Regions from separate parts of the Danio rerio genome. Here region 1 is linked to region 2. A link is a contact called in public Hi-C data. All regions are on one chromosome and are shown on one strand. Each heading gives the region's core, a stretch centred on a gene start, on an enhancer-like site or on the middle of the called end of the contact. The rest is flanking DNA. Distances are from core to core; before and after follow the strand shown. Region 1 holds the start of tfec (transcription factor EC). Region 2 has its middle 52 kb from the start of tfec.

Region 1 (2,816 bases), core at 310-2,809, 52 kb after region 2:
TACCTAATAAAGTGGCCAGCAAGTGTATATAAACATATCCGAAAATTGTTTCCACTTACTCTATGAAATTGCTCCTTTCTGTTTTTTTTTTTTAGTAAGGGTTTCCATCTTCCATATCTCTATAACAATTGCTTTCCATTCTTCTAAAGTGGGAAGTACTGACAAAAGCTATTTACGTGTAATAGCTTTTTTATCTGCAACCAGAAGTATTCTCCAAAGATATGTGTCTTTAGTTTCATGCAACTCAAGATTTCCCTAGTATACCACTGAAAACTGAAATTGGATTTTGATCTTCAACATGGCCTCCAGTATCGTGCGTATAAACATTTTTCAATCCACATTTTGAGTTTCATTAGCTTAACTTCACTAACGCGTGCCAATTTGCTACACCTCATGTCCGTGCAACATTTTTCCAGCAATAATCTCAAGTTTACAAACACATTTTGCGTGCAAATCTCATCTTCTCTTGAGGGTGCTGAAAACTCTTGCCTTATAACTGTATCAGTGAGCATCTCACAATCCGCCCCCTGAACGTTTATTAAATGAATGTCTGATGTTGTTTTAAAAATGGCATCTAATACATCTTCACACACAAGGCCTCCATTGTCTGCACCGCATTTTGTGAACAAAATCACTTCAACTTCAATCGCATTACAAGCTGTAATTGGTTAACAGTCGTATATCCTGCGTTCACAATAGAAAAAGAGAGATGTAAGTCAGGAACGCGGCCCTTTAGCACACATAGCCCAATAACCCTTCCCCAATGCAGAGATGAGCTCTCAGGCACACAATGGCTTCTTTCACCTTTGCCTGGGATAAGAGAGAAGTTACTCTCTCTTTTTTTTCTTTGAAGCCAAATCCAGTGTGTGCAATGAAAAGAGCTTTGCGATGGCTGATAAACAGAGACAGACCTCCACTGAACTGTTGAATACGCAGTCAAAGGGGCATAGAAGATCCGATTTGGGTTTTGGATTCATCCTGCGAGGCCTTAAATAACTATTTCAGTGCATATGGGATAATATTTTCCATTTAAGATCTCCAATGGAATAAACGTCTCTTTTGTTATCTCCAATAGCCGCTTTGATCAAATTAAACATAACTTGCGTCCAGTATTTTTAGTCAGCGGTCAAAAGAAGTTCATTTCTTCGTCTTCTTCTTCTTGTTGCTGAAAACACTTTGACCCCCATTAAAGAAACTCAACAGTTGTGCTTTTGTGAACCCATACAACACAATAATGACTACTACGGGTCACCCCGAATGAATGCTTTCCTCCTAAATTTAGCTTCACCATATATTATCGACTAAAATTAGAGTACGCAGCCGGGTTCACCACAGTTAGTTTTTGAAAACAGCTACAAGACAATATTGTGTAGTGAAATGCGCCTAAGAGATGAGCCTCTGGGTCATTTGGAAACCGCACTGAACAAGCAGTGTTTGTCTTGTACCCCCTGAAGCAGAAGTGGCAGAAGAGGGAAGTCTGGGATTGGTCGCTTCACGCAAACACAACAGGGCGGTGCCAATGAATTAGCAATATAGACGAAAGACCTCGGCCCAGCTGTGATCAAACCTGTCAGATCAGTAATCTCTCCACTTGAGGGAAAAGGGCCTGGTGTTAGTACTAATTAGGTCAGCGAGATCCTCCTGCTTCGCTTATAAAGACCGGACGGGGACAACAGTCGCTTTCCTGGGATCCTACTTTCGTGGACCTACTGGGTTTGAGAATGCCACATTTAACCGACTGTAGTTTCTACAAGATGAGAGACGGCGCTCGGGTTGCCAACGTAAGGACTTGCTACGTTCTGCTTTGACTGGTTTTGCGCAAGAATTAAGGATGTTTTGGGTTTTTTGAATGTGTTGTCAGCGTTTACTCATCCTGGTGTCGTTTGAAATCCTCTCTGGATCTGCTTTTGCTCATATAATGAAATCATATAATGACATTTTGACTAGATATCTAACTTTGCATGGAACCTTGTTTCAAACCAGTTTAAGTGTTTTTGTTCAGTTATACACTAAAGAAGATACTTTGAAGAATGTCTTAATGTCTTATTTCCTAATGTTCCATACAAATACTATGAAAATTATTTTATTTAGTGTTAAACAGAACAAAAATAAAACCTCAAACTGGTTTGGAACAAGTCAGAAGTTAGTAAATGATGGCAGAATTTTAATTTTTTGGGTGAACTGCCCCTTTATATTGGATCACAATGTAAGAGTAAAGAAATTAATCGATTTCAATTTGGGTCTTGTTTGGCATATTGGTTTGTTTATTGGCGAATATTGGGTTATACTAGTTAAGTCACTTTAGGGAATCTTTTTTAAACACCTAACTGAGATAAAGACATGGTATGCTTGACATTATTGTTTATTATTAATTAATTATATATAGGCTTACAATATGAATACTTTTTACATTGTTTTATTTTTTGTAATGAATAAACCAAGTTGATTTTAATTGAAAAAAAAATTCGATATAACAAGTCAGGACATCATTTATGAACCATTTCATCCAAATTTCATTGAAGGTTCAAAGTCATCTGGAGAACTCCAAGTACCACCTCAACCAGACGCAGGCACAGCAGGTCAAACAGTACCTCGCTTTGGGCAGCAAACTCGCTAGCCAAGCTCACCCTGTTGCCCATCCACTCCCAGGACAGGCCCTGGGCACGGTGCCCGTCATGCGCAATGGACACATGCCACCCGTGAGCGACAGCAGCACGCCAGGAAGCCCGGTTACCCTGCTAACACTAGCCAACAATCACGACAGTGAGGTTTGTAAACCCTGCCATCTGCTATCTCTCTCTCTCTCTCTCTCTGTG
Region 2 (2,700 bases), core at 31-2,530:
TAATATAATATAATATAATATAATATAATATAATATAATATAATATAATATAATATAAATAATATAATATAATATAACATAATATAACATAATATAACATAATATAACAATATAATATAATATAATATAATATAATGTAATATAATATAATATAATATAATATAATATAATATAATGTAATATAATATAATATAATATAATATAATATAATATAATATAATATAATATAATAAATGTTGGCGGTTCATTCCAATGTGGTGACCCCTGATAAATAAGGGAGTGAGCCAAAGGAAAATTAATAAATGAAAAATAAATGTTCATAAACATTTTTATCCTTTAAAAAAAGCTCAAGCTGGCAAATGGATAAAACCTGGTGGTTTGAAGAATAGGAATAAGTATGAAGAATTAAAAGTGACAGGAATTATTTGTGGCATCACTGTTATTTAGAAATAGAATCTCTTCAATAGTAACTTTTAATGTAAATATGCATGACAAGATTTCTATCTGTCTGTCTGTCTGTCTGTCTGTCTGTCTGTCTGTCTGTCTGTCTGTCTGTCTTTAGTGTTTTTATATTCTGTAAATCATAAAAAACATTTGTAAGAAATGAAGAAATGTACATTTATCTTTGGATCAGATATAAAAACACATTGCAATGTACAGAAAATAGAAACAAAAACATATAAAACCATATTACACTTCTATTGTTTTGATTTTTAATCTTTCTCTAATATGCACTTAATTTATTAGCTGAAGTTGGCAAAAATGTTTGCTTAATGTCTGTCTTTTGTGAGGGTTTTGTGTAGATGAATCTGTCTGCTGTTGAGTAATGTATTTCAAGACTCACGCTGTGTGTTTACAGAGCAACAATGTGACAAAGCAAAAAACTATTTTAAAGCTGCAGCCTCCACCACACTTTTCAATCAGACTTCCTCTATTCGGGTCTCGTCACATATATTGTTTTTCATACAGGAAATTCCATCCATCATGGGACTTTTTTGCACCCATTCCTTGTTTGCAGAGGAAGTGGTTTCTTTTGCACTCATTTTTTAATTGGGTGCCTATTCAGGGGGCGTCTGAATTGAGCACATGAGCCGCTGTCGCAATTGTGACACGAGGTATGACTGCGCAAAAAATATGTATTTATTCTGCACCTGTCCTGAACACCACAACGATACACTGCCAATATTAGATCATTTGCAAAGACCAGCAGTCTGAAATGATGCTCATTTAATGCTATTATAAACATTTATAAACAGTATTTTTCAAAATTTATATTTCAAACATTTGTTTGGTCTATGAGGCTCCCCCAAAACTGAAATAACAATAATATATAAATAATAAATAATATATTCAAACAATTGGGATAAAAAAATGTATAAATAAAAGCTCATGTAAGCCCAAAGCAGAATAAAATGCTAAACAAAGATAAAAAAACAAAAACAGACAATAAAGTTATTGTTAAGAATAATGTTAATGATAGTAATTATTATTATTATTATTATTATTATTATTATTGTTGTTGTTGTTGTTATTATTATTATTATTTTTTATTTTGGGATAAAACCATCATATTAAAAACCAAGACACAGATAAATAAATATTTAGACTCATTGAGACCAAAATAAAACACATAATTATAAAATTAGTATTATTATTACTAGCAATAATAATAATAATAATAATAATAATAATAATAATAATAATAATAATCATAATAATAATCATAATAATAATCATAATAATAAATATTTTGAAACTATGACCAACACATCATATAGTCTTTATTACAAAACAATAATAGACATGCAGTGCATTGAAATAAATATTCTAGAAAAATGTTGAAACAATAATTTAAAAATATTAATAATAAAATATGATATAAAATATATATATAAAATTAAAAAGTAATTATCATTATTATTAAGAATTTAAACCTTTTTTTGGGACCATATTGAAATAGGAAAACACAATGAATAAATAAAAGTAATAATAATAATAAATATCGAGAAACATTTAAATCAGTTATCAATAATTACCAATATGAAGCAATAATAATAATAAATATGTATAAAAAAATAAATCTTTTTACACAATGTGACCATAATAACTATGACTATAATATGACTATAATATATACATTAATACAAAACAATAATAATAAGCCTACAGTAAATTGAAATGTTATTAAAAAAATCAAGCAATGATTTCAATTCAATAATTGAAATCATTGCTTTCGATATTAATAATAAAAATACTATGTAAAAAAGTATTTATAACTAAAACAATCATTATCATCATTATTAATAATTAAAAAGTTTTTTTTTCTCCATTTTGGGACCATATTGAAAAATGAAGACACAATAAATAAATAAATAAATAAATAAATAAATAAATAAATAAATAAATACCAGTAATAATAATAATAATAATAATAATAATAATAATAATAAATATTCAGACACATTGAGAACAAATTAAAACAGTTAATAACTAATAATTAGCAATATTTAGTAATAATAGTAATTACGTATAAATACATAAGTAAATAAATAAAAAATAAATCTATTGAAACAATGACCAAAATGTAATATAGACATTATTAAAAATTAATACTAATAAGCCTACAGTAAATGTTTTTTTTAAATATTGAACCAATCATTCACAAATATTAATAAATAAAAATTTAATGAAAAATTATTT

Evidence for each region. Hi-C and Micro-C count contacts between places; a contact is called where the count stands out from the background.
Region 1: a contact with region 2 is called in a Hi-C map of an unstated tissue, with 3 times the contacts expected there. The contact joins the promoter of tfec here to the enhancer-like site in region 2. A contact is called at or near these places in 2 of 18 Hi-C or Micro-C datasets (caudal fin and an unstated tissue).

What each region holds. Positions count from the first base shown.
Region 1 is chr4:6,518,344-6,521,159 of GRCz12tu, forward strand. It overlaps tfec (transcription factor EC), which reads left to right and starts at 1,560. Exons shown (of 8, transcript NM_001030105.2): 1 at 1,560-1,781; 2 at 2,523-2,768. The coding sequence starts at 1,722. All of the region lies in intron 2 of LOC141381572 (a long non-coding RNA gene), which reads right to left.
Region 2 is chr4:6,466,656-6,469,355 of GRCz12tu, forward strand. It overlaps a transcript of tfec not described here. Among named protein-coding and RNA genes, the nearest start is that of tfec, 52 kb to the right of the region's middle. Within about 2 kb of position 1,281, at least 4 of the 62 cell types and tissues checked have an H3K27ac peak or open chromatin away from gene starts, as enhancers often do.